2 separate regions of the Gasterosteus aculeatus genome follow, and region 2 is linked to region 1. A link is a contact called in public Hi-C data. All regions are on one chromosome and are shown on one strand. The core of a region is the stretch at or near the end of the contact, and the rest is flanking DNA. Distances in the headings are between cores, read along the strand shown.

Region 1 (5,202 bases), core at 1,291-3,790:
TGTGTGTGTGTGTGTGTGTGTGTGTGTCCAGTCGGAGATGCTGCTGCAGCACCAGTCCAACCCGTGCATTGTGGACAACGCGGGTAAAACACCTCTGGACCTGGCCTGCGAGTTCGGCAGAGTCGGGGTAAGAACCAAGCTGTTAGTCGTCCGTCAAGAAACCGCCTCAAGACAGTCTGAAGACGTGTTCAAATGTGTGTGTGTGTGTGTGTGTGTGTGTAGGTGGTGCAGTTGTTGCTGTCCAGCAATATGTGTGCTGCCTTGCTGGAGCCCAAAAAAGGAGACACCAACGACCCCAACGGGACGTCTCCGCTCCACCTGGCCGCCAAGAATGGACACATAGACATTATCAGGTATCAGGTCAACACACGCAGAGGTTCATCCCTCTCACACACACACACACACACACACACACACACACACCTCAGTCACTGGGTTTAAATGTCCTCCTGAGCTTGTTAAGAAAACCGATACACAACACAGCAGCGGAACCCTGAGATCCAATTAGGCGTATGAACAACGAGCGATGACGCATCAGTCACATACTCATAAATACACTCAACCCGCTGCACATTTACAGATGGAACTCTGTCGTACGGAAAGTGCAGAGTCTGCTTCTCTAGAAGTGATGCTGATTGATGATGCTCATTAGGCACGGCTGGCAGGCTGCGGAACACTCACACACACACACACACAGACACACACACACATACTGACTACAAGTCAGTGGAAGCTGGAGGATGACGAAAAGCGGCAGCTTCTCTTTGACAGCTGCCACATGTCATTCTGATCTTTTCAGCCTTCCTCACCGTGTCATTGAAAGTATGGTTCTGGTTCTGGATTGATCCACACGTGTGTTTTAAGGCCTGAATGTGCAGGCGATGCACTTCCTGACTTCTTCCTCACACAAACACACACACAGAAAAGTTAGTGTGAGCGAGAGAAAGAAGCCCTGACCTTTTACTGAGGAGAACGCTCATTACCAAGTTAATTAATGACACAAGCCAGTGAAGTTAATTTAATCCATGTTTTGTTTCAATCTGTAACCCAATAATTCCAATTCACTGAAGCTGCGGGACGAGTGTTAATCCGCAGCTTGTCCCTCAACAAACACACTATTTTTACATTGTTTGCTAAAAACTACAATGCCCGGCTGTTTAAACCACCAAGGATATTTTCATTCTTTTTCATTTTAAATGTAAGACTTAACAAATGGGTTTTGAGCAGAGACGTTTTGAGAAATGGTCTACTTTAGTCATTTGCCAGCTGTATCCTTTAGATCAGGCGCAGTGTACCACGACTTCACTTTCCTCCTTCTCCACTCCACCTCATTCAACTCCTCTCCCCTCCACATCCCTGTGTGACCTTTGACCCCCCCCCCCCCCTCCCTCCACCATCCCCTTCGTCCTCTCTTCTGCCCTCTGCTGTCAGACTCTTGATCCAGGCGGGAATCGACATCAACCGACAGACCAAAGCGGGCACTGCCCTGCACGAAGCCGCCCTGTGTGGAAAGACTGAGGCCGTGAGACTCCTGCTGGAGGTGAGCGGAACTTCACTGACCGCCCGGGTTCTGCTTTATGGGCCGTTATGATCTAAGACGGGCCCCATCAAGGCCGAAACCTCCCCCGAATGTAACTGCTGTCTCCACTACGTAAAAAAATATAATAAGTGTAATATTTTATAAATGTGATTTTTGCGTCAGAGAAAGATTTTTACTCTTATTGTGTAAACAGACAAAATATTCCTATACAGGGTTCCTTAGGAAGTATTACATGTGTTGAGTGTCTGATTCCTGTTATTATTTTACTATTAGTGCTACACAACATCCCCTCGGTGTCTAATTAGTATGAAGACACATTTACTGGACACCGTGTGATGTGGAACACAAAGGAAAACGTCCTCTATGTTTTCACTCTCAGATCTTTTACTTGAGGTCCACATGAAACCAACTTACTTTTGAAGTCATTTGAAAGTCGACAAACTGTCCCACATCTATTCTTTTCTCTTCAACAGAGTGGCATCAATGCCACGGTGAGAAACACCTACAGCCAGACTGCACTCGACATCGTATACCAGTTCTCTGCAACACAGGCCAGCAGAGAGATCAAACAACTGCTGAGGGGTACGACGCATGGATGGATGGAATAATGGATTATTAGTCCATAGATGGATGGCTGGATGGAAACACAAACGGATGGATGGATTGAATGGTGGATTTATGGATGGACGCATAGATGGATGGATTGATGCATGCATGGGTGAATGGAAGGGGGAGTGATTCCCCAATCTTTTTTCTTTTTATTACATACACAGATATATACAGAACAAAATATGTACATAATTCCATTTGGTAAGAGACGATGATGAGGTTAGTATGTAATATTGAAAGGTATTGCTTTGAAGTCATAGTTTTGATGTAAAGAGGAAGTTGTTTCCTTTCATAACAACAAAATCAGAGCCTGACGCAGCTGTCAATCACCGCTCATTGATCGTGCTGCTTCTGTTCTGCAGTGTTTGGTTATCTTATCATCGCCCTGACAACCAAATTGCAGGTAGTTTGAAAACTCTGTTACAGTGTTTAATGTGATTAGACCATCATACTCCTGTGCGGGGATTCAGGGACGCCGTTACCAACTATGAGAGACACTTATTTTTACCCGTAGTGATTGATTTAATGTGGTGGGTATTTGCTGTCTCCCGCTGCGCTGCAGATGCATCAGCGGCCCTCCAGGTTCGGGCTCTGAAGGATTACTGCAACAACTACGACCTGACCAGCCTCAACATCAAAGCAGGAGACGTCATTACGGTAACACACACGCACAAACACACACAATGGCCAGTTTCAGTGTTTTTCAGTGTGATTTTTTTGTATTTTTCTTCTCAGTTTTATTTTTTTAATGAAGACCTCCCTAATGACTGCTCAGAAGGCATAGATGTGCAACCAGAGCTGATTATTCAGTTCATGTTATACCTGAACCTACACGCGTAGAAACTCCCAAAAAGCGATTCAATCTAGTTTCACGAATGTAACTATTGGTTACATTTTTTTCCCTCTGTAGGTCTGATGTAAAGCTGTGATGGACATTTCATCCGCTGTGACATTTTACACACCATTTGATTTTCTCATGGAATAATGTGCTGCTAATTAATGGCCGATTCTCCTTCCGGTCCCCGGACCCCGCATGGTGTCATGTGTCAGCTACAGATTGTGCTCAACTGTGGCAAATTAACCTGAAGAGATGAGACAGTATGTGGACCTGGTGACAATATTCCTGCAGGCAGCATTCTGCATATGGAAGCCCTGAGGGAAAAGTGATCCACTTTCAGAGTTGGTGTATAAAATAAGAGTTTTCTCCAATGTAATGGAAACATTTTGGCAGGATAAGCATCCGTGAGTTTGAATCGCCTACACACGGAATATGTAGCTTGTGTTTTTAGTCCATAAAGAATTTTGAACTAGCCTGCTTTAAGTCCTATTTAACACATCGGGTTGACACTGATAATAAAACATATAAATCTGCACTGTTAGAAATAGAGATTGTAGAATATAGCACGTTTTCTCCCTTGTATTGTAGGGCTTCTGTTCTACAGTTTTTGAGTGTTTGGATAAAGGAATCACAAAAAAGTGTGGTGGTTGTTTTATCATCGCCCTGACAACCAAATTGCAGGTATTTTTAATGTGCTGTCACTGTGTTCGATGCGATTACTAATGAATACGCAAGATTGAGGGGTTTCAGCTTCCCTCATTTACCATGCATATATTTTACAAAGACATTTTTATAAATTAGGGTGTTGAATTCCTTTGCACCCACCGCTTGTGAATATTTATGAGCGTCCATACAGTCTTTAGGTACTTCTTACTGTAATTAGGAAGCCAAGCGGTGCCTGTGCTTTCTCCCGTGAGGTCTGAGTGAATAATTTGGCTTCGCTGCGGTCTGACAGAACATTTTAGACAGCTCCAAAAAACAGTTTTGTCTTTGTGTCTGACAAGTTAAATCATTTCAAACTCTGGAAAAAATGGTTCAATTATAGTTGTCTTTCAGTAACTTTTGCAATGCTAAGAATAGATGAAACTTAATATTATAGTGGTGAACCTGCCTACCTGACAGGTTCTGGAGCAGCACCCCGACGGTCGCTGGAAAGGCTGTATCCATGACAACCGAACAGGAAATGACCGCGTGGGCTACTTCCCTTCCACCATGGTGGAGGTCATCAGCAAGCGCACAGGTGTGTGTACTCTTATGTGTGTGTGTGTGTGTCAGAGTGAGTGCGTTGGAGTAAATTAAAACCGGACCAAACTGACTGTCCCGATAAAGTATCAAGCAAAGCACCAAATAACACATATTTGGACGACACCCAGATGAAGAAATGTGACGCTAAGTGAATTCATGTTTGAGCCTCTCCCATAGACCCGTGAGGATTAACCTTACATCTCATTCATCTCTGCTCAGCGGGGCCAAACACTCAGCATCATCTTTTCACTGCGGAAGATGTAATCCCACATGAATGTGTGCAAGCCAGTTGGCCTCATTGGGATCTAGAACTGTAACACAAATACAGCTGATTGATTCACCTGGAAAGTACCTGTTCAGCAGTGAGAATGCAGACACCAACATCCTCCGCTTGTCCCTGGCGGATGACGTACACTTTTCCTGCCGAATGATAGACATTTGTTAAGGGAGAAATGCGCTCGTTAGTTTTCTTGCACAGAAATTGTGGAGAGTTTATGACACACATTTCTATGAAACTACACCGTCAGCAGCCTGTTGGCTTTGCTTAGCTACGCATGAAGACCAGAAACAGCTGACTAGTTCAAAACCTGTTATCTTAAGATGAATATCAAACCACGAATCCAATTAAAACGTACTTAAAATTGGGGTAAAACATTTTTCTACACTTATCATTCATAGCGTTAGCCTATAGTATATACTCTAAATACTATATACTGTGCTTTGTATTGCTAAAGGCCTCAATAAAGCCATGTAACATTCATGCTATTCACACGCAGATGTAGTTATATGTAGAGCATTGGTTGTTTCACCTTTCTGTAGCCCACTGTGGCATTCTCTAGTTCTCCACGCAGAGCTAAACAGTTAGCTCAGTCAGCGCCGTTAGCGTCGTTAGCTGCTGGCTAGCTCACGTTGAAAGCCTTGCGAAGGTCTGCCAGGGCCACGCCTGGGATTTTGCTGTCATCTGTGTTTT
Region 2 (5,674 bases), core at 503-3,002, 45 kb before region 1:
CCGCCCTTGGTGTGGTTCATGTCGACGGGGTCTTGGATGCTGATCTCCCCGCACTCAGGCAGTGGATCCCTGGGCACCCACGCTGCGCTGAGCTCGTCCTGCAGCCGAGGAACGGGACCTTTAGTTAGTCCCCGAAGCACTTTCTTATACATAAAAGCAGGGTTTTTTTCCAGATGAAAGCATAATTACTACTTAAATACCTCCGTATTCTCACACCGCATCTTGGGATCTTTGGCTGTGTTGGAGTTACAAACAAACACAAACTGAGGCACAACGTTCTTGTTCACGTAAAATACATCAGAATGTGATTAATGGGACTTTCTTCATGAACTTCCGGTTCACGGCCAGGCGGCATCCTCCAGCTGGATAGAGTCACAGCATCGTCTCCACAAACATTGCTGCAGCTGTATCTTCTCGTTTTGAATGAAACAGAGCGGGATAACATCCCAATCTTTGAAGAAGCTTTTCAAAATCAAGAGTTATGGAGTTCAACATTTCCCTCCCTAACAGAGCGCGTGCCTTGTCCTAATCCTGTAGAGGACCAGATAAAATACTCTACAGTCACTCAATAGTCTTTCAAAACGCGTTATTAGTTTATTACATTGATTCAATATCAGACAAAAAAAATAATTTATTAAGGATTGTTCTCCCACGACTATTGAGGCAGTCCATCCATCCTATCCACCTTCCTACCTTCCCTCCTACCTGCGCGCACGCTGCCGGTGCGCTCATTGCGCGTCCCCGCGGTCTGCGTGGAGCCGGGAGCGAGCGGTCACTGTGCACGTTGCCGCTACATTTGGCGACTCTCTCCGCTACAGCAGAAGAACTTAACCTTCTGAGGTAGCTTCTCTCGTTGGAATTGCTTCAAGCGGCTCTAACTAGAGTTCTAAATCTAGTCTCTTCATTTTAAAAGCGTTCACAAACTTTTTAGAGCACTCCATTTTAAAAACGTCTTATTCATTACTTAAGATGTTAATATACAGGCTACTTTAGAAGGGCAACAGGTTTTAGTGCTGTACACTTAATAATAAGAGGGTTAGTGGAACAAACAAAAGGCAGATGTCATGCAGCAATGTGCAACCACAATATATAGGCGATAACTGGACGGGTAATCAATAAATTAGCCTTACTATACTGTATTAAACATGTCTCGTAGAAGTGTGAGGTGTCATTCAGGGGTCAATGGCATTTAATGGGCTCACTCGTGATCTGAACAGGAGGAACGCATCGTTCCTTCCTACTATCAACAGTCGCCACATTAGCTTCCTCGTGTTGCTAAGCTAGCTGAATAACCTCGGGTTTGACCCGTTACCGTTGCTAAGGGCCGTTCCGCAACCACCGCGTCAGCGTTGTATCCGAGCAGACTACTTTTGGGGATAAAGTAACGTCAGCTAATGTCCCACGTTGGGTTGTAACACCACGAGATAACGTTAGCTAACGGTAACACGCAAGTACTAACGCGATAGCTCGCGGGGAATAATCTTGCCGTGCAAAGCTCTTGAATGCGCGCATTGATTTGTCATGCATCAGAAAGCAAGGCGGTCATATTACAAAAATCTAATAACGACTATTTACAAAAACAAAACGCGGTAATACTCACCAGTTTGCGTGTTATGTCGGGTTACAATCTGCAACCGATAGTATTTGAATATACGAGGCTCCTGCCCTTTTCAACCCCTCAGTCCGACTGCGTGCGACCCCGTGATGGATGTGCGGCTCGGCCAATCAGAGACGGGGACGCGGAGAAGGGGCGACTCTGTGGTGCATTTACGTGCTCTGTAGAAACCCGTAAATACATGATGGACCGTGGTCCGTGTACGTTTTGATAGTCCCTTTTACCGTAAAAACGAGAAAACGAAAACACTCGTTTTAAATCCAAAACGGTAAAACGGAAGTGGACAGTCGTTTTCTCGTTTTTCGTTCAGAACCAAAAAACGACACAAAGTCACAACTTTTTACTCCGTTAATCCCTTTTGCGGTTTTGCCCATAAAACGAAAATACGAACCGGAGCCACTAAACCGGAAGTACGTCGATTTTCACAGTAAGAGTCAACGCAATGGAACCTGTGTATGCTAGAAATCCGTCTGCGATGCCAGCGGTTAAAAGTTAATCAATGGATATAAATAAATAGTCCTGGACCGACGGGATGTGTTAGCACCAGTAGTTGACAACACGCACACTCGTTGCTCTTGGATCAGATATTTATCTTCCTCGCATTGTGTCAGTGAAGGCAGCGCAGAGACAGTTCAAGGAGACGCACAGTAAACGTGCGAACATGTATTTAAACCATAGATTTACTTATATTTAACTGTGTTTGCGTTATTTATGAAGGTTATTACAGATGTATTTAATGTTGGACTTTTGGTTTCTTTAAATATCATCATTATTTGTCACACTTCAATACTGAATGTAACCCGTAGAGGTCAAAGGATGAGAATATCTAATGTTGGTCTGTGTCACAATTACAATTACTTCAGTTTTATTGCCGTCAGATTTGCCTTAAGTTATCACTGATTGTGTCCATGTTAGTTCCACCTCAAAGCCAGATTTTAGGGCAGCTTCTCGATTGCACAGAGACATTTTATTTCCAAGAGAAAATTATTGTTAAACATTCAATTCTTATTTATGTGGCATCAGTCTGGCCGCCTGATGGGACATTCTTGTGGTTCTCAGCAGCGTCTGAGGTTCCTGGAGACTCGTCATCTGTCCCACTCAGGTCAGACACCAGCCTGTCTCTGAAAGTGGTTCTCTGATGAATTTCCGATTCATCTTTACTGTAAAACTTTTGATCATTTTTGCGGCATGATTAATCATTTGGTTGAGTCTTGTGGGTGGAGCAATGTAAACGAAAAACGAGAAAACGAGTGTTTTCGTTTACTGTTTTTTTACGGTAAAAGGGACTATCAAAACGTACACGGACCGAACAAGCCACTTGGTGGCAGTGTGTAGCTCTGGATGCCTCAAGCTGCATCATCTCAGCTCATCATCAGCTCATCTCAACTCTTGTTAGAAAGAGGGACTCTCAAGTTTGAAATGAACGTGGTTTCAGGTGTATTGTTACTACTATTTCCTTTCACTGCACACACTAATTATTAAAACTCCTTATCAATTACATACCAACATGCAATCAGGACCAATCACTCCAGAAAGAGTTGCTTTTGATGGGAAACGGAAAGAGGTGTTATTGATCAATCTTAATGAAGTATGACAATGTTACATACAATGTGTCTATTAAAGCATTTTCATAGTTGTGCATTTGCACTCGTCATTTAAAGCGTTGCAGGTTGGCTTTATCTCAAAAGATCTCAGCCTTGTTGCCTGTTTGTTTGATCAGGTGGAAATGTTGTATGTGTGCACGTGAACATGGCGTGCACCTTTTTCTCTCGAACCCTCAGAACGTACAATTTTGGTTGAGATTTTTACAGGCGAGTGAGCTTCTTTTGCTTTAACAGAGGGACATATTTATAAATACGCTCTCACTACCATATGAGCTACTCCTCAGTATTCTTACATAAGGCACTGGATATGTGGAGGAGGCAGAGAGCGGCATGCAAGCACTGCTCGCTGCCCACACGTACATGCACAAACACACGCACACAAACATACAAACACAATGGAGAGGAGAGCCGTGGTTTTACAGAGAAAGAAGACCGGCTGGATAAAAGTTGAGGTCAAAAACACTGTTTTGTGCTCTTCCTTCTCTACTTGTCTGGGATATGCAAACTATACACGTTTGTAGAGGGACTCGATTGTAAAAATAAAATAGACATTAAATATGAAATATAATCTGATATGTTATGTAGAAATCTAATCTTAAATTCTTTCATTCGCTCAGGTTGAGCAGATTGGTAGCAGATGTTGAAGTGTCACTTTAAATACAATAATTACATAATTACGACAGGTGACAAGCAACAGAACTAATCACCGAAAGACATTCAAATGTGTAAAGACTACCATTTTATTTTAGGACTACGGCGGAATCCTTTTTCAGCACAAAAGTTTAAAAGTAGCTTGATGTAGGCTCATGTAAGACATCCACCAATCAGGCTGCCAAACAATATCGGCTTTGTGTCATTTGTTGAGCACCTCTTTGTTGGCTGATGTTCTTTTCTTCCAAGTTTGAGACATGAAGGCCGAGGCTCAGTCTCTTCCAGGAGGTCCGTTGCCCGGTGGTGGGGGACCGCTGAAAAGACAAGGAAGCAGAGCATGCTTCAGGACCGCGATGCTGTGATTGACAGGTCTACCAAAGCCGCATCTAACGTCGGTCTCCTCTATTCCCAATATTGTAACTTCTGTCCATTGGTTGCAAAAAACAAAGACGGCAACGGCCCGTATAAGATGGCAAAGGCCAAAACTCTGAACTCAAGGCTTGAAAACAGCAGTCCACAAATCAATGGGTGACAACACGATGACTCCGTCCACGTCTTATACAGTCTATAATATGACGTTAGCATTCATTCTATAGCTGTAAACAAAGCATAGCACTTATAACCACTCAGACATGCAAATTTCAGTTCTTCGAAACCTTTTTATTCAAAAACCTGCACAGCCAATGACATTCCCACGAATCTCACTTTGTGTATTAATTGCTAATTATCAAATGCTAGCATGATTGACGTGCGTATGCAAGGGCGTAACCACGGTGTAGACATTGGGGGGTCCAAATGAATACCCTTCCTCATCATTTTTTTTGTTTAGTGCATTGCCTACAATTCTATATTTGTAAATGAAAATTCGCAAATTTAGAACATAGTTTTGAGGACTACATTGACCATCTGTATTCACATCTAAAGGAATAGTGTAGTTTCTCAGGGGCGGTGACTGCTCGTCCACTTTGTTTAGGTGAGTTCGGCGTGTCTGTCCCTCTCCTTGTCTCTGTAACCACATGTCATTTTATCAGAACGACTGACCTTCATGATCTATCATTTAATATTCTGCTTTTACGAGGCTACTATTTGCTTACACATTTATTTCGGTATCAAGTTACTTTCGGTTACTATCATTACTCTACCTCCTCTCCAACAAGTTAACTAACGTTACTTTCTTTGCTCTCAACTGACTGACAAAAAAGTGATAGGTAACCATGACAACGCAGAACGACGCGAGTTGGTTTCAAACTAAATCACACAAGTGTACAATTAGGATTCACACTCTTGTGTTTTTCTTAACAAAGGAAGTAAATTGAAAATAAATAAGATATAACAATACACCGATCCATTGAGAGGGTTCATAAAAGGAGAACATATATTTTACATATTTTAGGCTGTATATTGGGGGGGGACAGAAAAGGGAGGCGAGAGAAAAGGAGGCGAAATAATGGGCCATAGGAACAATAACAAGGAGATGAGGAAAGGAGGCGAGAGAAAGGGCCATAGGAACAATAACAAGGAGATGAGGAAAGGAGGCGAGAGAAAGGGTAATAGGAACAATAACAAGGAGATGAGGAAAGGAGGCGAAATAATGGGCCATAGGAACAATAACAAGGAGATGAGGAAAGGAGGCGAGAGAAAGGGCCATAGGAACAAAAACAAGGAGATGAGGAAAGGAGGCAAAATAATGGGCCATAGGAACAATAACAAGGAGATGAGGAAAGGAGGTGAGAGAAAGGGCCATAGGAACAATAACAAGGAGATGAGGAAAGGAGGCGAGAGAAAGGGCCATAGGAACAATAAT

The links. A called contact is a pair of places that touch in the nucleus more often than the background predicts.
Region 2: a Hi-C map of skeletal muscle shows a contact between it and region 1, with 8 times the contacts expected there. The contact joins the promoter of prpsap2 here to the enhancer-like site in region 1. A contact is called at or near these places in 3 of 6 Hi-C or Micro-C datasets (skeletal muscle and whole body).

Annotation. Positions count from the first base shown.
Region 1 is chr11:4,071,924-4,077,125 of fGasAcu3.hap1.1, reverse strand. It overlaps caskin1 (CASK interacting protein 1), which reads left to right. Exons shown (of 21, transcript XM_078084488.1): 5 at 32-127; 6 at 223-353; 7 at 1,432-1,540; 8 at 2,014-2,122; 9 at 2,712-2,806; 10 at 4,110-4,227. Among protein-coding and RNA genes, the nearest start is that of traf7, 34 kb to the right of the region's middle. Within about 2 kb of position 2,540, at least 1 of the 9 cell types and tissues checked has open chromatin away from gene starts, as enhancers often do.
Region 2 is chr11:4,115,723-4,121,396 of fGasAcu3.hap1.1, reverse strand. prpsap2 (phosphoribosyl pyrophosphate synthetase-associated protein 2) reads right to left here and starts at 1,752. Exons shown (of 12, transcript XM_040190343.2): 1 at 1,601-1,752; 2 at 201-235; 3 at 1-98. The coding sequence starts at 221.